2 separate regions of the Ovis aries genome follow, and region 1 is linked to region 2. Evidence: chromatin contacts called from public Hi-C data. All regions are on one chromosome and are shown on one strand. The core of a region is the stretch at or near the end of the contact, and the rest is flanking DNA. Distances in the headings are between cores, read along the strand shown.

Region 1 (4,358 bases), core at 1,465-3,964, 240 kb after region 2:
GGCATCTGTATTAGTTTTCTATTACTGTACGATCAATTGCCGCAAGCTTAGTGGCTAAAAAAAAATATCCATTTGTTAACTCACAGTTCTGAGATCAGAAGTCCAACTACAGGTTAGCCGGATCCTCCGCTCAGGGTCTCATCAGGCTGAAATGAAGAAGACAGCCAGGCTGTACCTCACAATAGAGGCCCAGGTCCTCTAAGCTCAACCGTTTGGCAGAATTCACTTCCTTGAAGTTGTAGGATGGAAGCCTCTGCTTTCTTAGTAGCTGTCAACTGGGAATCAGCTCCCAGAGCCACCTTGCTAAGTGGCCTCCTTTTGCCATGCTTTGTGACATAATCATGGGAATGCTATCCCCTCATCGAAGTGTATAGGTCATTTGGGGCCATCTTAGAATTCCACTAACCACAGCATTCTATGACCACACTTCACATTAGAAACATTAGAGATATTCCCATCGGTCTCTAAATCATGTTATGATGGCGGTGATGGCAGCAGCAACTTCCATTTGTGAACACCAATTGCGTGCCAGCATTTTGCCAGGTTATAACATGTTTCTACCTTATTTGAACCTATCAATAATCCTTAATAATCTATATCATTACAGACATCTGAAATGGAGACTTAGAAATGTAAAGTAATTTGGACCAGGTCACATAGTTTACTGACCCAGTGATGTTTGATAGCATGAGGATTTCATATGTATTTATTTAGATTCACCCATGTGTGTGTGCGTGTTAGCCTGTCAGTCATGTGACTCTTTGCGACCCCGTGGACTGTAGCTCACCAAGCTTCTCTGCCCATGGGATTTTCCAGGCAAGGATACTGGAGTGGGTTGCCATTTCCTTCTCCAGGGGATCTTCCTGACCCAGGGAACAAACACAGGTTTCCCGCATTCCAGGCAGATTCTTTGCTGTCTGAGCCACCAGGGAAGCCCACATACATATAATATATAATATACATATATAACTTAAAATATATATATGAAATATATATATCTGCATCATTTGCTGTACACCTGAAACATTATAAATCAACTGTATTTCAATGTTTTTAAGAAAAAAGATAATGATTCCATCACTGCTGAAAAGTTTTCTCATTCCCTTTCCAGCTTATTGTCCTTCCCACACAGAGGCAACCATTCTTCTGATTTCTATCACCACAGATTCATTTTGCCAGGCCTTGAACTTCACACCCAGAAGATCATACTTACGTTCTTGTTGTGTCTGACTCCTTTTGCTCAGCTTAATGTTTTTGAGATTCACGCGGTGTACTTTTATCGTGTTACTTGTTACGTTTATCAGTAGTTATTTCCTTTTACTGCTAAATAATATTCTATTTTATGGATATATATCACAGTTTGTTTATGGATGCTTTCCTGTTGGTGAATCTTGGTTTTCCTGACATTTTTTGGTTATTATGAATAAAGCTTCTAAGAATATTCTTCTACAAGTGTTTTAGTGGACAAATGATTTTGTTCTCTTGAGTAATTCTTAGGAACAGAATTACTGGATCATAGGGAGGTGTATATTTAACTTTATAAGCATCTGTCGAAAAGTTTTCCAAAAGAGTTGTACACTTTTACACTCCTATCACCAATGTATGAGAGCTCCAACAGTCCCTTATCTTTGCCATAATATTTGGCATTATCAGTCATTTTAATTTTAGCCACGCTGAAACTCCAATACTTTGGCCACCTGATGTGAAGAGCTGACTCATTGGAAAAGACCCTGATGTTGGGAAAGATTGAGGGCAGGAGAAGGGGACGACAGAGGATGAGATGGTTGGATGGCATCACCGACTCAATGGACATGGGTTTGGGTGGACTCCAGGAGTTGGTGATGGGCAGGGAGGCCTGGCGTGTGCGGTTCATGGGGTTGCAAAGAGTCGAATACGCCTGAGCAACTGAACTGAACTGAACTGAGTGGGTATACTCCTGTGGTTATAATTTGCACTTCTCTGACAACTACTGACATAGGGACCCTTTTCAGGTTAGTACTGGCCTATATAGTCTTTTAAGAAGCATCCAAGTCCCTTGCCCAGTTTTTATTGGGTTAGTTTCTACTTCTTAGTTATAGGGGATTGAGTACTAGTATAGACCAGCTGAGTGACTCAGTGAGCTGTTTCCTCACCTAAAAATAGTGAGGTTAAACCAGAAGATCTCTAAGATTCTTTCTGATTTTTACACTTATGCTATAAAAGTGCAATGCCAAGGTTTTCAGTAATTTCTTCCCTCTGGATCCAAGGGAAAGCAGTTTATAGAGCATTAATCCTAGAAGTAAGATAGTTTACCAAAACTATTCTCATCTCAAAGGTGTCTCTTACTGAGTGCTCCCTCTTCTCTGATTCTGCTCTCACTTGACTGTACTCAACAGCTTTGCAAAAACTAAAGCCCAGTCCCCAATTCCCTCTCTATCTCTAACCCCGCCTAATCATAGCTTCCAGGATAAGACCTCCCCCTAATATCCCAACATGGTCTCAAGTGTACTCCTAGAATGGTCTAAAGGAAAAACAGAATTTTAAGTGCCATGAAGGTGATAGAATTGTCAGAAAGCATATGAAATCAACTAGTAAGTTGTGCGCTATCTGTCACGGTATGTTCTGTAACAGTATACAAATCAAAATACAAAAAAAGACAGAGGGAGGAGTGAGAGAGAAAGAGAGAGAGAGAGAAACAGGGAAAAGCTGTCAGTGCCATCTTGTGGAAAGACCTATATTAAAATGTCCAAGGTAATCTGGCCACACCCCAGATTACATCAGAGCCTGTACACTCAATACCAATGTGCACCCAATAGACAGCAGGATAGCATCACCATTCATTTATAGGCAATGGTGATGGTTGATGGAGAGTCCATCCCAATTGCTTGCTTCCTGGGCCATGGCCCGTTATTAAATAATTTGTATATCATCCATAACTATATGAACACCACATAAAACCCACATACCTCCAATACCATATTTACAAAACTCACACCCAAACTATTCTATTTGGTTCCTGCATACAGTACAGTTCTCCAAATGTAGAAAATTTGCATGGACCTATCACAACAATCCATCCCCCAAACACACACACACACACACACACTTAGACTGCAGTTGCTTAGAGTATAACTTTTTTTTTTGAAAAATAAACTTGATTTTATTTCACTTCTTAAGTTTATCAGCAATTATTTCTCAGGACTTCCTTCATGATCCAGTGGTTAAAATTCTGTGCTTCTACTGCTGGGAGAGGGGGTGGTGGAGAGGGCATGGGTTAGATCCCTGGTCTGGGAACTAAGATCCCATGTGCTATTATGCATGGTAGAAAAGAAAAATTATTTCTCTTCTTTCCTTTTATTTGAATATTCCCATCTGTACTGGTTTCCTATTGCCACGTAAGAAATTATCCCAAAATTTGATGGTTTAAAATATTAAGTATTTATTATCTCAGAGTTTCTATGCATGAGAATTCAAGGGAGGCTTAGCTGGGTGATTCTGGCCCAGGGATCTGTGAGGCTATTGTCAAGATGTTGGGCAGGTAGTCTAAAGTCTTGATGGAGCCAGAAGATCCACTTCCAAAATAGCCAGACCCCTTCCACGAGGTTGATACGAAGCCTCCCGCATGGATCTCTCATGAGACTCCTCACAACACAGCAGCTGGCTTCTCCCACAAAAGAGCAAGTCAAAAACCATACCATCTTTTATGACTTTACCTAAGAAGTCACATAGATGGGTAAAGTTATAAAGGGCTTCCCTAGTGGCTGTGACAGTGACGATCTGCCTGCAATGCAGGAGACGCAGGTTCCATCCCTGGGTGGGGAAGATACCCTCGAGAAAGGAATGACTACCCACTGTAGTATTCTTGCCTGGAGAATTCCACGGAAAGAAGGGACTGGTGGACTACAGTCCATGGGGTCACAAAGAGTCAGTCATGACTGAGCGATTTTCAGTCACTGCAAACTTCCACTTCCACTTAAGTTTGCCTTCTCTCTTCCATTCAGAAGGGAATGTGGAATTCCATCATTTCCACAAAATCCTGTTGATGACACAAACCAGCCCTAACAATGTGGGAAAGGATTGCACAAGACAGGAGATGGTTCCCTACGTGGGGAGCATCTTTAAGGCTGGCTACCACACCATCCCTTCTTAAACTCAGTTTCCACATCATAGGGTCCCACGTCTGAACTGTGTTAAGACAAAAGGAGATCAGAACATTTAAGACACTGGGAGCTCTGGCTGCAGTCTAAGGGCCACAGGAACACAGATCCAAACAATCCTCTGCCTTGGTAAGACACAGGGACCGACTTGGAGGAAGGAATTCTCTGACTCTGGCTTCAGCTCCAGTTGCCGCTGGTATCAGGCCATCGGGGAACTGAGGC
Region 2 (4,240 bases), core at 1,474-3,973:
ACTGTATTTTATTAAGTGTGCAAATATATTTAGAAAAACAATGTACATAGCTTAATTAAAAGGAATCCATTGGGAAAACGGTGCCGACTGACTTGCTCAACACAGGTTGCTGCAAACCTTCAATTTGTAAGAAAGAAAACACAGTATCTTCAAAGCACAATAAAGCAAAGAGCAATGAAGAAATATGCCTAATTTTTTATGTGGTGGTCTCTCTCTTGAGAGCCTGAGTTCCTTAGGGATACAGAATCTATCTCCTTAGGACAGTGATTGACACATTATAAATACTCAGCACCTAGATTTTGAGTGAAAGTATGACAAATTTTCCGCTAAAAGATACATATACATCCCTAATAGAATACACCATGATAAATAATACTAAAATACTTAAAATATGTGCAAACAACTATGTCAGCAGACAGAAAGGAGCAACTAGTGCTGCCTGCGTTGGGCAGGAGTGGAAGAGAGAAGAGCTGTTAGTGATGCTGATCATGATCAGTCCTGAATATTCATTGGAAGGACTGATGCTGAAGCTGAAGCTCCAATACTTGGGCCACCTGATGCGAAGAACTGACTCATTGGAAAAGACTCTGATGCTGGGAAAGATTGAAGGCAGAAGGATAAGGGGACAACAGAGGATGAGATGGTTGGATGGCATCACCAACTCGAAGGACATGAGTTTGAGCAAACTCCAGGAGTTGGTGATGGACAGGGAGGCCTAACGTGCTGTAGTCCGTGGGGTCACACACAGTCAGACATGACTGAGTGACTGAACTAACTGCTGATGATGAAGGCAGCTCTGATCAATATATTTTCTATTATGCACTCTTGTCACTCCTCTCTAGCCACACAGGACTTCCTGTCATTTCTCAAACATTCTGGGATTTCCCTGACTTAAGCTTTTGAATTGTTTTGTGATGATTTGGATCAAGGTGTATTTATAGATGTGTGTGTGTGTGTGTGTGTGTGTGTGCGCGCGTGTGTGTGTGTATGAATGCATGCATATAGCATCACAAAATATACTACTTACTATAGGTCTGAGTCAAAATAGCTTTACAAAACCCTAATCTAGAGCAATCAATATTTATCTTTGGCAGATCAGAGACTTCTCTGAAAATCTGATGAAAAATGCACATGTGCCCATGCTCACAATACTTTGCACACATTTTCAGAGAGTTCACAAATGCCTTTAAACCTATTCAAGAACCCCTTAAGGATCTGTGGTCTTCAGCTTCAGAACTGCCCTTTATGGTACATCGGGTGCTGATCCTAAGACACTGGCATCACCTGTTAATCCTCCCAGTCTCCTGTGTGAAACAAACGAGAAATTCCAGGAGAAGGGAACCACCAATGCCTGAGACACTTGACCTTAAGCAGTCTGTTGAAGAAAGGAAAATCACACATGGCCAAAATGTACCTCAATCCTAATTTTGAGGTTAAAAATATGACAAGAGTTCTCAAAATGAAATATGGAAAGACTGACCTTGGAGTTGAAATAGCAATGTGTCATTTATATCCAAAATATAGGAATGTGTAAAAATAGATGTCACTATACTAGCTTTTTCCAACAAATTTTCTAGTTCTAACAGTAGAAGTATATAAAATTTCTTAATTAAACACATAACCACCCATCTAAGAAAAAAACTGTAATATATGAACAAAGAAGAGATCTTCAGAGCAAGAACTCTACTGGGAAAAAACATGGGACAGAAATAAACTTATAGCCCACACTTACCTAGCAGAAGGGAAAATGGGCATTGATATAAGTTTAATTTATTGGAAAATGCTAGCAAAGAGCAATCAAAGTCACTTGCCCAGAATTAACCACATCTACTCCAAATAGCTACCACATAGCCACTATGGAATTAACAATTCTCAAAGGCTTTAGAGGAACAAGAAGATAAACTTTTTAAAAAGTGTTCTGAATGAAGACATCATTGCTTGAGAAGAGACACCCCCCTGTTCTCTCTGTGCCATTTCCAAGGCTATAATAATACTGTCACTTTAAAGGGACTTTTCCTCCTATAAAACTAGAGGATACTCCACCTAAATACACACTTTAAGTGGGGATGGATTCATGGAAAGGTCTCTCTCGTTGCAACTGTTTTTCAATCAGCAAATGGTTAAGGAGGTGAGTGAGTGAGTGAAAGTCGCTCAGTCATATCCAACACTTTGCGACCCCATGGACTGTAGCCCACCAGGCTCTCCTCTGTCCATGGGATTCTCCAGGCAAGAATAATGGAGTGGGTTGCCATTCCTTTCTCCAGGGGATCTTCCCAAACCAGGGATGGTGAAGGAAAGTCTTTTTGAAATAGCTATTAAGGATCATATAACTGAGATCATGGGAGTGGGGAAGGTCTCAGGTGGTCCATGCGATTCTTTAACTGAAGTCACTGCTGTCACTGTCACTACGTCTGTGCACGGACAAAAGTCAAGCAGCAAGTGGTCAAGTGAAGTGGAAGCCAGGAGGATTTTCAATTAACATGCTCTTCCATAAAAAGAAGTCATCAAAGTTCTCCTGGAGTATTACCGTCTCTGTAGTCATGTGCACCCCGATCAGAAAGCCTGGCTCCTGCCTTCTTTATAGAGAATAAGTAGAAAAGCAGGCTAAGTCTGTGAACCAGCTCACAACACAGCTTTCTGTTTGGTCTACTCGTGAGCTGTGAAATGTCTGTAAGCAGGAAAAAACACTGGCCAGGACTAAAGGTCACCTGATGAAATGAGTCAACCTGTTAAGTAATGCTTGTGTCCACGACTCTGCATGTGGTATCCTTGGCCTCTGTGTACCCAGCACTGTAAACAGCAAGGTCCAACAGCATATGACAATGGCGTAGATCTCTGAGAGGGTCTATGTCCTACTGAATTGACCAGTTCGGGCTTGAGTTAACTGACAGAGGCAAGTGATGAGGGCGTTGATGCAAGCCCAGGAACGCCTGAATGTATTTGTGGGAAATAAATGGTTTATGTCATGGGTAGGAGTGGCAATAAAGGAAAGTTTAATATACTTTAGCATCACAGAAGTATAAACGGAGAAGAGATGATATCTAGATAACTACTACACCTGGGCCAATACTAAATAAAACACACACCAATGGGGCACACACCCTCTTGTTCACAAACTCTACATCTCAGGGATTTTCACATGACACAACAGCTGGTGGTGGTGAAGAAGACAAAAAAAAAAAAAAAAACAGAAAGAAGGACATAGACAATGTGGTTAGAGCCAGGACAGGGCTGCTCCCTGGTGAAGTGAAGATAATGCACAGCAAGGCTCACAAAGCTGGAGAGGCCCAGCCAGGTGAGCTCTGCCGGCTTCTGTGAGGCTCTTTCTCTGTATTCTGCAGTTTTACGGATGTGAATTAAATGGCTGAACAAGGGAAAATTCTCTTGTCCTGACATGGACTCTAGGTCCTAGGCAGAAACATGGCATAGGGCAGAACAAGAGGACAAGAGCGGAACAAGACAGCTTGGGCTAAGACCTCTGCCAGCGCCCCAGCTGAGACATCTCCCTCTGTTTTCTCAATGTGTGTGTTCTCTGTAAAACTATAGACTCAGAAGTATATTCCTATATAGAGGGAGTCTTCACTTCAACAGACTTAAGACTCAGTTACACTGAGTTCCTGCCATTATTTTTTTCTTCTTTTCATAGCACCTCCCCAAGATGCTATACTCACAAAGGGTTGATGAACAAACAGCAAGGAGATGCTTATGGCCAATGGGTTATAAGGAATAGAAAGAAAATAATTCTAATGGATCAAAAAATCCACTTCATCAATCAAGGTGTATTTTTATAAATATGAGAATGGAGATGAGTGATTCTAAATAAATGAGTGATAATTCAGGGATGTAAAGGACAAAGGCCGAGAAATGAATACTGTGACATTCTGGAGGGGCATGACAGTTGAATTCTGAATTCAGACGTGAGATTTCATTGAGGGAGGCTGATCTAGACAGAGGGCTGAACCCAAAAGTTGATAGGAGATGACAAATTTATCAGGCAGCTTCTTTTACCAACAAACCCTGAAACTACAAACAGAGAACTGAGATCAAGGGTAGACTCCTGTATCAGCAAGACCTGGAAAGGAAGAGGTGGGTTTGTGATGCTGCCAGAATTGGGAAGGGGAGGCAGGAGTCAGCCAACAGCTGCCTGGAGCCTGGCATTTAGAGTCTGAAATAGCTTCTTTAGTGGAAAGGTCAGTCATAATCTCAGGTGAACACTGATTTTTCTCTGTCATTGGATGAA

Evidence for each region. A called contact is a pair of places that touch in the nucleus more often than the background predicts.
Region 1: a Hi-C map of liver shows a contact between it and region 2, with 4 times the contacts expected there. The contact joins two enhancer-like sites. A contact is called at or near these places in 2 of 16 Hi-C or Micro-C datasets (liver and mixed tissues).

Annotation. Positions count from the first base shown.
Region 1 is chr1:110,786,722-110,791,079 of ARS-UI_Ramb_v3.0, forward strand. No RefSeq gene overlaps it. Among named protein-coding and RNA genes, the nearest start is that of DUSP23, 5.9 kb to the right of the region's middle. Within about 2 kb of position 2,715, at least 2 of the 54 cell types and tissues checked have an H3K27ac peak or open chromatin away from gene starts, as enhancers often do. A contact at or near this core is called in liver, where this site is marked.
Region 2 is chr1:110,547,583-110,551,822 of ARS-UI_Ramb_v3.0, forward strand. No RefSeq gene overlaps it. Among named protein-coding and RNA genes, the nearest start is that of CRP, 170 kb to the right of the region's middle. Within about 2 kb of position 2,724, at least 3 of the 54 cell types and tissues checked have an H3K27ac peak or open chromatin away from gene starts, as enhancers often do. A contact at or near this core is called in liver, where this site is marked.